2 separate regions of the Mus musculus genome follow, and region 1 is linked to region 2. The links are chromatin contacts, called in public Hi-C maps. All regions are on one chromosome and are shown on one strand. Each heading gives the region's core, a stretch centred on a gene start, on an enhancer-like site or on the middle of the called end of the contact. The rest is flanking DNA. Distances are from core to core; before and after follow the strand shown.

Evidence for each region. A called contact is a pair of places that touch in the nucleus more often than the background predicts.
Region 1: a contact with region 2 is called in a Hi-C map of liver, with 4 times the contacts expected there. The contact joins two enhancer-like sites. A contact is called at or near these places in 5 of 484 Hi-C or Micro-C datasets (conventional type 1 dendritic cells, granulosa cells, liver and 2 more).

Annotation. Positions count from the first base shown.
Region 1 is chr3:22,002,903-22,009,255 of GRCm38.p6, forward strand. No RefSeq gene overlaps it. Among named protein-coding and RNA genes, the nearest start is that of Gm31813, 42 kb to the left of the region's middle. Within about 2 kb of position 3,954, at least 24 of the 459 cell types and tissues checked have an H3K27ac peak or open chromatin away from gene starts, as enhancers often do. A contact at or near this core is called in liver, where this site is marked.
Region 2 is chr3:21,788,366-21,794,640 of GRCm38.p6, forward strand. All of the region lies in intron 1 of 7530428D23Rik (RIKEN cDNA 7530428D23 gene), which reads right to left. Among named protein-coding and RNA genes, the nearest start is that of 7530428D23Rik, 9.3 kb to the right of the region's middle. Within about 2 kb of position 4,101, at least 13 of the 459 cell types and tissues checked have an H3K27ac peak or open chromatin away from gene starts, as enhancers often do. A contact at or near this core is called in liver, where this site is marked.

The sequences.
Region 1 (6,353 bases), core at 2,704-5,203, 210 kb after region 2:
CCAAGGCAACTCTTTTTTTTTAAGATTTATTTATTTATTATATGTAAGTATACTGTAGCTGTCTTCTAACACTCTAGAAGAGGGCATTAGATCTTGTTACGGATGGTTGTGAGCCACCATGTGGTTGCTGAGATTTGAACTCAGGACCTTCGGAAGAGTAGTCGGTGCTCTTTCTCTCTGAGCCATCTAACCAGTCCCCCAAGGCAAGTCTTATAAAGACAACATTTAATTGGGGCTGGCTTACAGGTTCATAGGTTCAGTCCATTATCATCAAGGTGGCAGCGAGGTATCGGCAAGGCAAGCATAGTGCAGGGGATGCTAAGTGTTCTATGTCTTCATCTGAAGGCTGCTAGCAGAATACCGACTTTCAAGCAGTTTAAGATGAGGGTCTTAAAGCCCACACCCACAGTGATACACCTAGTCCAACAAGGCCACACCTACTCCAACAGGCCCACACCTTCTAATATTGCCACTCCCTGGGCCAACTATATACAAACCATCACATCATATTGGGTTAGGCCTACAAAACATGGCTAAACCCTCTGCCATCCAGCCATTAGGTATTTTAAACAGCATCTGAAATAAAATAATCTGTTGGTGAAGTAGATCAGTCCTTCAAAACTATGATTTAGCTACCTTAAAAGACAAAAACATCCATTTTTCACTTCTTTCAGTAAAACTAATTTGCCCTCCCCCAGCATGCATATATGATTTTCCCTTAGATATTGTCAAGTACATAAAATATTCTGTTTTATTGTTTTATTTAGCTTTGTTTTTTCATGAGAGCTCTGTGCTCAGGATCATGTGCACTCAAGGGCATGGGTCTTAGGTTTTATAATGGAAACCAGAGGAGCCTCTGAACTGAAGATGTTGAAGAAAGCAGAAAGCGAGCTGTTACCAGTGTGTTCCTGCAATCCTGGAGCACTTGGGTAGCTGAGGCAAGAAGATCACCCATTCATGGACCGACAGAGCTCCAGCATGGTTAAGAGGATCTCCAAGATAGAGATCAAGCCCTAGAAGCAGTTCTGTTGGGGGAATCTAGCCACTTTCTGATTGAAACAGAGGCCACTGCCTAGAAAGGAATCCATCCGTTTCTGATACTGTAAAACTGGTCAAAGAGATGGCTGTGGGGTGGGGAATGACACAAACTCATATAGAGAAACTATAGCTGTGGTTCTGCTAAATGGCTATAACGTGCTCATTGTGTTACCTTCTGAATAATAGCTTGTATGCCTATAGATTACTGTTGCTCTTAGCTTTCATCAGAGAAACTTCTTTTTACAATGGGCTGCACTTAATGGAGAGATTCATAGTCAAAGGTTGTTTGTTGAATACCCAGCCATAAACAGAATATTTATACCAGCCTTTTCACAGCTCAGAACTTTGCAGAAAGGAGAGTAAAAAGAAGCTAAGAACTTGAGGAAGGAGTGAAGTGTTGTGGGACCCTGCCCTCTGGAAATGACTTGGTCATGTCACTTCGGAACTCATAGTGGCTGGGATTATCTGAATAAAATCTGCACAAGATTGGCCCTATTATGATCCTGTCATGGAAGTGGAAGGGATTCATGACAATCTGCTTTTTCCTGAGGCAGGAAATGGTTGCTAAGGGAGAGAAGGCTAGGCTTCAATGATGAATAGTATAATGCTCGTGCTCCTATAAGCAACCCTAGCTAAACTTATTAAGAAACACAGAAAGGAAAGAGGGCATGAAAATAAAAGAGGCCTAGGAGAACAGAGATCATCATATGTGGGAAGGGGACATCAGAGGGTAATGATCGGTGGGTATAATAAACAAATGTCATAACAAAATACAGAATTGCACATAATTAATAAAAACATGAAAAGGGAGAAAAAGCCAACACAAGACCAAAAAAAAAAAAAAGTACAAAAAATATCAAGAATGAGACTTTTGCCAGGTCAGGCACAAGCCTGTAATCTCAGCTATTCAACAGGCAGGAGAATTACAAATTCAGGGCCTGTCTTGACTACAGTCTGAGTTCAAGGTCAGTCTGGGCAAGTAAGTGAGAATCTGTCTCCAAGTGTACAAAGTAAAAAGGGGAATGAGGGTATAGATTAACAGTGGAGTGTTTCCTAGCATCTCAAGGCCCTGCGGTCCACTGCCATTAAAACAAAGTTACACATATTTGATATGAGCGACTATTGAAAATGTATCAGTTCTGTCCAAGCTTTGTAACAGATACTAGGACCTGGAGGCAGGTTGTGGGACTGACTAGCCTAGATTTTAGTCTAGGCTTTGATTCTTTCTTTTAATCACTGGTCAGAGCATAAGAATCCTATACTTAAAAACAAGAAGAATTCAGTAGGCTTGTGAATACATTACTGCATAAATACTTCTTTTGTGTCCCTATTTTTTAAAATGTCTCTAGGGACAGGAGTGATGGCTAAGTAGTTAAGAGCACTTACTATTTTTGTAAAGGACCTGAGTTCAGTTTCCAGTAACCCCAGGAACATTCACACCATCTATAATTACAATCCTTGAGTATCCAATGCCTACTGCTAGCCTTTGTGGCACACACACCTTGTGCATACATACATATACGCAAACATTCATACACATAAAATAAAAACACTTTTAAAAGATTTAATGTCTCTACTTCCGATAAATAAATAGATTTGAAGAGGCATTGAAGAGGTCAGCTCAGAAGTTAGAAAATTCCAACGGACCCCGCCCCTCCTGGAAGAGAAAGGCCATAAAGAACATAGGCACCACTCCCCTCTGGAAGGGAGGGACTAATTACATTCCTCAGACCACGGAGAGGAGGGACCAACCACCAGAGCTTGTAGACACATTCTGAGACCGTTGGCCACCTCATTCCCTATAGACCAATCAGTTTAAAAATCACACTGTTCTGCCAATCATATTGTGCTTAATGGCAGTGGCCCTGAGAACTGTATAAAGGCTCACTGGATGGGCTGCGTGGGATCGTTCTCGTCCTATGTGCAGGGTGACCCCCAGCATGCTGAATTAAATAATATTCCTCTTGCTTTTGCATCGATTCCAGCTCCACGTGGTTCACCCAGGGGGGTCGTCAGTAAGCTAAGGCTTGACAGAGTCTTACAGCATCTTTATGCCACTAGAAACTATCTCACTGATGGATCCAAACTTCTCTGAAATCATTTTCTATTGTGTGTACAGAATTATCACCAACTCCAGTGGCTAAAGCAATAAATACGCAAGTATCACCTCCTACTTAGAGTCAGGTTGCTGGGAGGCTGGGAGAGCACATTGGAACATACGCTTAAGACCTCACAAGGCTGCAGTTAGGCATCAGGCAAGCTGCATTCAGGGTCAAGCTTTCTTCTAAGCTCTCTCTGAATGTCAGTCAAATCCTGTTCCTTTGGCAGAGGGCTAAGTCCTGGCTTTCTTTCAACTGTGTGCTTATCTTCCAGCCCAAGAGCATTTCATGGATGCTTCACTTTCTAAAGAGCTCATTTAGGAGCTGGGGGAATGGCCCAGTGGGTAAGAGTTCTTGCACTTAACTCTGGCATTGGAAGGGCCCAGACAAGCAAATTCCAAGAGCCAGCCAGCTTTGCTAAAATGTTTCCTGTAAAAAACTATAGGAAGACACTGAACATCTTGCTCTCACCTCTACATGTATACCCAGAGGCACACATTCATGCATTCCTATGCATACATTATATACATGAATAACAGAGGGAGTGGGAAAAGGAGAGGGAGAGAGAGAGGCAGTTATTATTTGGCTAGAAGTGAGGTACACAATTGAAACCCCAGTATTCAAGAGGCTGAGACAGGAAGATCTGCCTGAAGCCAGTTTGAGCTACATAGAAAGATCTTATCTTAAAACAAAACAAAACAAAACAGACAAAAAAAAACAAAGCAAAAGATACTTGTTATCTTAGCACTCCAGAGAAGACATGGCCACACAGATCCAGAGTCCAAGGTCTTTCAAGTGAAACTTGGCCACAGCAAGTTCCAAACAAACATGGCCTTTAAGAGACTCTGATTCGACCAAAACCAAAAAAACCAAAGACAGCCAACTAACTAAGCAAATCGCTGATTTGATTCAGTATGACCCACCTAGGACAACATTTGCCAGTCACCCAAGGACAGCCACTTATAATCTCATTCTGGAGCCTCAGAAATCTAGGCCTTTGTGTCCATCACTGTCAATATTCTCAGGTGGTGAGCTTGCATGCCACAGGACAGAATCTTAGGGAGCATTTTAGAATGCTTCCTACAGAGTTCTAAAATAGGTAAGAGTCTGTGACCTAGCTGTTTTAAATTTTATTTATTAGATATTTTCTTTATATACATTTCAAATACTATCCCTATACTCTCCCCCCCCCTGCTCCCCTACCCACCCACTCCCCACTTCTTGGCCCTGGCATTCCCCTTTAATGCCAGCCCTTTGTAGGCAGAGGCAGGCAGATTTCTTTGAGTTCAAGGTGAGCCTCACCAACCTAGCGAGTTCCAGTATATATAGAGTTATATAGTAAGACCTGTTCTCAAAAACAAAGCAAAAAAGTTGGGCGGTGGTGGTGCACGCCTTTAATTCCAGCACTTGGGAGGCAGAGGCAGGCAGATTTCTGAGTTTGAAGCCAGCCTGGTCTACAAAGTGAGTTCCAGGACAGCCAGGACTATACAGAGAAACCCTGTCTCGAAAACAAACAAACAAACAAACAAAAAGCAAAAGCCTATTGCTGTGTCAGGGGAGGGGGGGAGGATTCCTTTTTTCAGAAAGTTCAGTGTATCGGGCAGGGAGAATTGTTGGGCAGAACGGCTCCTGAGTGGCTGTCTGGGATGCAGAGGTGTGTCAGCTCAGCTTCCTTTCCCTTCTTCCATTCCGTCCGGGACTCCAGCCCATGGGATGGAGCTGCCCACGGTCAGGCTGGGAGCTTCTTCGCTTTTTCATAGACATACACTTAACAGTCTCCTAGGACATAGGTGATTCTGAGTCCGGTTGAGTGAATGACAATGAGAGTATGACTGGCTCCTACATGTGTTTGAGGACAAAGGTTCGCTTATAGATATGAGGGAGAGAGCAGTCAGAGGCATCTGGAACAGTCCAGACTGAGTGAGTAAGAAGGTGAAAAGGTTAAAGGTCAAGAGAGAGGACCAGGAGCCAAGAGCAGAGGACCAAGAGGTCAAGTGCAGGTTTTATAGAGGAAAGAAAAGTTGAGGAACGGGAATCCAAAGCCAGGCCCTGGGCTAGAAAGGTATAGGGTAGGGGGTGGGGTGAGAAGTGCAGAGAGGAGTCACAGGTTATTAAGTGAGCCTTGTCTCCAGTTTTTTTGAGCCCTGGCATTGAGTTGACAGTGAAGGGTTCCCATCATGTAATTAATTCATCAGCCTAGAGTGAAAAAAGATGAACAACTATGCTCATTTTCCCTGTAAATAATCAACTCCCAGAACATCATGCATAGATCTTGGGCTTAGGAACATCTGCCTTAGCTCAGAACTTGGTCTGGAGCTAGCAGCAATGGGGCAGCAGCTCTCATGAGGCTCTTTCTTCAGTATGACTTCATGGCAACAGCATTTCTCTTCGCTTCCTGTACGATCCCATGAGCCTTTATTAAGCCCATTGCAACTAAAACCAGCCTGGGTGAACTCGGTTATTTTCAGGTAAGAACTTTGAGCAGCATGGTAATTATAGCAAACTTGAAGCTAAGTAGCCTTGCTCTCGAGAAATGCTTATCTGATGATGTTTTAGAGAACTGTGGTCACATGAGAAGGAGGAGCTAGGCAAGTCTGGGAAGACCAAGTTACTAATTACCAAAAGTAGAAGTTCACATGGGGTAAAAAAAAAAAAAAATCCCGATTAGCTGTGCTCTACTATTATAGAAGCAAAGACAGGATGATAGTTAATTTCATGTGTCAACTTACCTAGATAAACTGTACCCCGATATTTAGTTCAGTGGAGGTCAGGGTGTGGCTGTGAAGTTATTAATTAATTAATTAATTTACATACTTGTGTATATGTATATGATGTATATGTAGTGGAGGAGTATACATATATACACATGGAAGCCAAAAGACAACCTTGGGCTTCCTTCCTCAAGTTCTGTGTACCTCTTCTTAATTTTTTACTTTTCTTTCTTTCTTTCTTTCTTTCTTTCTTTCTTTCTTTCTTCTTCTTCTTTTTTTTTTTTTTTTTTTTTTGGTTAATTTGTATGAGTGTACTTTCATATCTTTTGGGGGCTGGGTGCTGAAATTCAGTCTCTCAGTTCAGTGCCCTAGTGTTTGTCTAGCAGGATAGGGGAGTGATTCCTGAATCCCAGGATTTTGAGATAGATAGATAGATAGATAGATAGATAGATAGATAGATAGATAGATGATAGATATTTCTACCACTAAGTTTATAAAAGTGCAT
Region 2 (6,275 bases), core at 2,851-5,350:
ATGGATACTACTGTAAATTGTTTCTTGGGTCCATTTACTTAGAAAACCTTTCTTCAGCTCTTCAAAATAAGATAATGACTATCTTTGTTGCTGAGATATGTTTCTTGAATACAGAAGAACAATAGATTCTGTTTACTCATTCATTCTTTTATCTTTTACTGGGGAACTGGGCCCATTGATGTTGAAAAACATTATTGACCAATGATTGTTACTTCCTACTATTTTGATGTTGTCAGTAGTTATGTATGTGTGTTTCTCTTCTATTGTTTTTAATGGTATAAAACTATTTATTTCTTGTGTTTTCTTGAGTTTAGTTAGCCTTGTTCAGTTGGAATTTTCCTCCTAGTACCCTCTGAAGGGCTGGATTAGTGGAAAGGCATTGTTTGAATTTGGGTTTGTTGTGAAATATCTTGGTTTCTCCATCTATGTTGATTGAAAGTTGTGCTGGGTGTCAGTAGGCTGGGCTGACATCTGTGGTCTCTTAGCATCTGCAAGACCTCTGCCCAAGCCATTCTAGCCTTCAGAGTTTCAGATGAGAAATCGGGTGAAATTCTCATAGTCTGCCTTTATATGTTACTTGGCCTTTTTTCCCTTGCTACTTTTAAAATTCTTTCTTTGTTCTATATATTTAGTGTTTTGATTATTGTGTGGTGGGTAGATTTTCTTTTCTGATCAAATCTGTTTGGTGTTCTATAAGCTTCTTGTACCTTTATAGGTCATCTTTTTCTTTAGGTTAGGAAAATTTTATTCTATGATTTTGTTGAAGACGTTTTCTGTACCGTTGAGCTTGGAGTCTTCTTCTACTTCTATTATTCTTACGTTTGGTCTTTTTATAATGTCCCAAATTTCCTGGATGTCTTATGTCATGAATTTTTTAGATTTTGCCTTTTCTTCGACTGCCATATTGATTTTTTTTTATTGTATCTTCTACACCTGAGATTCTCTCTTCCATCTCCTTTATTCTGTTGGTGATACTTATGTATGTAGTTCTTGTTCTCTTTCCTACATTTTCCAACTCCAGGATTGCCTCAATTTGTGTTTTATTGTTTCCATTTTTATTTTCAACTCTTAGACAGTTTTATCCATATTCTTCACCTGTTTGATTTTATTTTCCTATATTTCTTTATACTTATTTGCTTCTTCTTTTAATGCATTTCTCAACCTCTTTGAATGTATTTTTCCTGTATTTCCTTAAGGGATTTATTCATGTTTTCTTTAAAGGTCTCTATCATGTTTAGAAGGATTTTAGATCCTCTTCTTTTGCTTCAGTTTCATTAAGATAGCCAGAGTTCCTTGTAACAGGATAGCTGGTCTCCAGTGGTGCCATATTGCTCTGGGTCTTGTTGATTGTGTTCTTATGCTGTCCTTTAGGCTTCTGGTTTTCCCTGGTGTTGGCTGGAGGATCCTGATGGCAGCAGGTCTTCTCAAGAAAGAAATGGGGAAGCTGTGGGTCAAACAACGGAGGTCAGGGTATCCTATTCTATTGGTTGTGCCTCAAATAGACACCACTTTGCAAGCTATGTGAAGGGTGGACCTACTCTGTAAGCTGTCTTCCAGTCAGACCCTACCAGCATGGTAGTGGTCAGATCCAACTCTGCAGACAAGCTGGGGTGACAGACAGACCCAAATGGGTGGTCAGGCAGTATCCCAAGCTGGTTTTGGGAACACCTAAATTTCTACAGGGAGGCAGGACTCCCTTGGGGTCCCACAAGGCTTCCCTGGATCAAGAAACAAGGCTAGAGATAGACAATCTGTTTTCTTCTTTTTAATTAATGTTCTCTAACAGTTAAACGATAAATGTGTTACATTATAAATAAAATTTAAAACTATTTTAAGCGATGTATTGTTTACTTTTCTCTTACTGTCATAAAACACCATGATCAAAAGCAACTTCTGGAAGAAAGAGTTTATTTTGGCTGAAAACTCCAGGAGGAAAAGTTTCTATCAGGGCAGGGAGGCTGGGTAACTAGTGACTGGCATGGCAGCAGCAGCAGCAAGCTAACAACTCACATCTTCAAATGTAGGCATGAAGCAGAAAAGGTCAAATTGAAACAAGATGAAGCTCTCTAATCTCAAAGCCTACTCCCAGTGATATACATTTTTTAGTCAGTCACACCTCCACTGATCTCACACTTGGCCCTTCCCATTTCTGCTTTAGCTCCCAGGATTAAATGGAGATGTTATTTAGGCCTACCAAGACAGCCTGTCTAGTCTCAGAGAACCTCATAACAGCCCAGGTCACCACTGATTCTCTGACCCTTCCAACTCTGCCTCAGTGAAGACTCAACACTCTGATAGCCACCACGCATTTTCAACAGCCTGCAATTATTCATCTGCTTCCTTTATTTGGGAAGGAATTTGAGTCCCTGAAGTGTACAGGGAAAATACTCTTGACTCAAAGCCTTCAAGGGTATAGTGCCACTCTGGATTTAAACAAGCTTCTATTTATCTTGTCACTTAGTGGAAAATCAAAGAGCTAAACAGGTTACTTCCCCCAAACTGCAAACTCTGGGCTTCTTTACTAAGTCAACACTCCTCAGAAGTACACCTTTCCTCCAGAGAGTCTAAGAGGCTATTCTGTGATTGTGAGAGTGAGTTCGGAGCATAATTCCTTAATAGATAGTATTTCAATCCATTCTATGGTTCCTGGCAGGTGTGTGAGTGCTTCTCACTATCACCCCAATGTTCTGGATTCTCAAAAGAAGATACACACACATAGCCTTATATTTTACTTACCTTAAACAACATGACTGGGCCACTCCCTAACTCCCTAACTGTCTAACATATACAGTTCCTATATGATATTCCTGAGTTAATACTTACTAAATCTATATTTTTGTCTTTGCTCCACTGGACCCTGCTGTGCAGCTCTCCTGAAGCTGTTTTTGCCCTGCACTTACATGCTGGTGGTCTTACCCTCCTACACCCTTCCAGCCTGGTCTATCTCCTATGCCTTCATCATGGCAGAATCTCCTCTTCGGCCTTCCCTGGTCCCTTCCCTAGAATCCTAAAAGTCCTGCCTCTGTGTCTCTGTCCAGCCATTGGCTTTCAGTAACATTATTGACCAGTCAAAAAACAACTAGGGACAGGCTCCATTTAGTCCTATGTGCAGGACATTGCAAACAGGTTTTAAGTAACATAATTAGCACAAGAACACAACCTGCAGCAATTCCAACCTGGACACTCTGATTGAGTAACTCTAAATGGTCATGCTGCCACACCTGATCCAAGAAGGACCTTGGCAAACACTGGCAAGATCATGGCCACAATGCCTGGGAACATGCACAGCCAATATCAGAGGGCAAATGAGTTTCTCCAGGAAGTCTGTGACATTTCCGTAAAGGTAGTAACTAAGTTCTATAGGCAGAGTGATCAGTCTGGGCCAACAAGACAACTCAGCAGGTAAAGGTGCTTGTCTCTAAGTCTGATGGCTGAGTTTAATCCCTGGGACTCAAATAGTAAAAGGAGAGAACTGACTCTGGTAAGGTGTCCTCTTGTGAAGGTCCTGTGGTAAGACCTTCACACTTACACCCATGCCCACACAGAGTAACTTAACTAACGTAAAAAACAAAACAAAACAAAAAACAAAAAAAAACCTTGCTTAAAAAGTAACCAGTCTTCAACACTCTAAAAAGCTCAGAGTACATCTCTGCTGATATTTGGTTTCCTCACTTTATGTAAATATTCTAAGCTTTTACTCTATAATTTAAAAACAACCTATTTCCAATCATTGTCATGCATTACCATTAATGCAGTGTGTTGGCAAAGAGCTGGGTAAGTGGCCTTGGCTCCTGATAACAGTGTTTTTGGAGCTGTTTGAAAGAGAAGGGAACCAAGAGTGGCACCACGCTAGTGAGTGTGTACTCTTCTGCATTGCACAGAGGAGCACACATTGAGGTTGGTAGCATATTAAAAGGGAAATGAATGATGAGATTGGAAGTCCCAGCATTGTACCATTCGTGGACACCAGCAGCATTCACAAGCAGCTGCTTTATTCCTTTTGATCACAGAGAAGTTCGTGAGGAGTGGCTTTGCTTTATCTGTTAGAAGCTATCTAGTAAAAGGAGCACTTGCTAATGATTAACTAGAAATGGCTCTGAAGAAGATTTTAACACTCCCAAAATGACTGAGCAAAGTTCAAATGAGAAAGTGTTTGCCTGGAAGTATAAGGACTCAAGTTTGATCCCTCGGAACTTACCTAAAATCAGCTAGGTGTGGTGTTAGGGTAGAGTTCTCTTTTTCCCTCCCCCACTTCTGTGTGTGTGTGTATGTGTGTCTGTACATGTATGTATATAGTAAAAATTAATAATAAAAAAGAGGCCATGAAATTGAAAAAGGGCAAAGGAAGAGTTGGGAAGTAAAGGGGGAGATGAGATGATTATATTATTATCTCAGAAGAATAAAAGTAGTATAAAAAGGGAGACCACATAGACACACGGAAGCCAAGGTAGAGTCAGGCTCTATGGTGAAAAAGTCACAGCACCACAAAAGCTCAGCTTGTTTATTGCATACAGTTGTACAGGAAAGTTAATACACGCAGCTGAACAAGAAGGTTGGTTATTACATACAGAGAAACAGGAGGACGCGTCGCGTTGTTATACACATCTGAACAAGAAGACGGCTTAGCAAATCTCAGTATGAGTAATGGCTGTTGGACAGCAGTCTTCAGGACATAAACATCCAAGAGGAGAAGTCTATGCACACTGGCCACATCCACATGAAGAACTGAGGAAGGCTGTGTAATCCTCTGAGCCTCCCAGGAACACTCTGCTACCTCCACGGGCTGAGGCATTGGAATCCTTGACATGGCCATGTCAACAATGTACTTTTACGCCAGACTTGCTCCCAAAAATGCTCAACCTGGGAAGGGGGGGGGGGGGTATGGGTGAATGTGATCAAAATACATTATATGCGTCTATGGAATTCTTAAAAATTAGTATTTTTAAATTGCAATAAGACATAAAAGGTTAGAATTTTTTTCATTTAGCTTTACTTCTCCTTTTCCTTACCCAATCTGTTGAGATGATCAGGCACTGACAGAATCCTAAAACCTCAACTTACAAGCTGGTGTACAAAAAGTCAGTGAAAATGAGTGTTTTCTGTGCTACTGAATGCAGAATACACAGTTGCCTATTTTCAAAGTGCATATTGAGACCCTGAAGAAACCCTGTAACAGTCCATGAAACACAGGCCATTTATATTGTGTGTCTTCTTGTTCCTTCCCAGCCTTTGGCTTCCGGAATGTCAAAAACATGTAATTATCTTTGAGTTACTCTCTCAAACTGTGCCTTCAAACAAGCCCTTCAGTTTGAACTTGCAAATTTCTCAAAATAAAACTTCCTACTGGTGAAAATAAATGTCTTCATATACAATTATTGTCAGAAACAATTAACTCCATAACTCAATCAAATTGTGATTTTATTACCTATCAACAAACATACACCAGAATCTATTTTCAGCTTACTGTGGCCTACATAATAAGTAGCTAAAAATTCCTTCAAAAAATACATCCTCCAGCCCTCCACTAGATCACTGAGGTTGGATGCTAATACAAATAATGTTTGAATGTTTTGAAAAACATACCCTTTTATATAAGCTTTCTGACCAATGAACTTTCATGTCCGTGCAATAGTGCCTGACTTTCTACATAGATGCTGGGAGTCAGACTTCTGGTCCTCATCATCACACTTAAGTACTGAGCCATCTCCCCTGTTTGTGCAATTGGTTCTTATCTCTTCACCTACTCTTACTCTCAGGTAAAAACTTAATTTGAATTCTATTTTGAAACATGTATGTATTTACTTACTGTGTATGTGTGTACAAGAGTGTGTGTAAGAGACAGAGATAGAGACAGAGATGATTGACACATGTGTATGGAGGTTAGAAGAGAACTTGCCAGAGTTGGTTCTCTCCTTTTACCATGTGGTAAACTGAGGTCATCAGTTGTCACAGAATACCCTGAAGTCACCAGTTGTTACAGAATACACCTTTACTAGCTGAGGCATCTTGCTAGCCCCACCTTTTCCCTTTTAATATGTGTTTATATTGGGTGTAGGAATTCACCTTAAAAAAAAGTTTCCATGATACTCAAAGATTATTATCCTCAAGAGCTTTAAGGGCTACTCTTGTGTACCTACTTGCTAGGATGCTGATACATTTATAAGCACAGGCTATATTACCTGTCATGCATGTGTCAGATAAAACATGTAGCATTTTATGTCAAGATGTGCATGATAAGATTAGATGCTCAGAGCACTGAAATAAGCCATGATAAT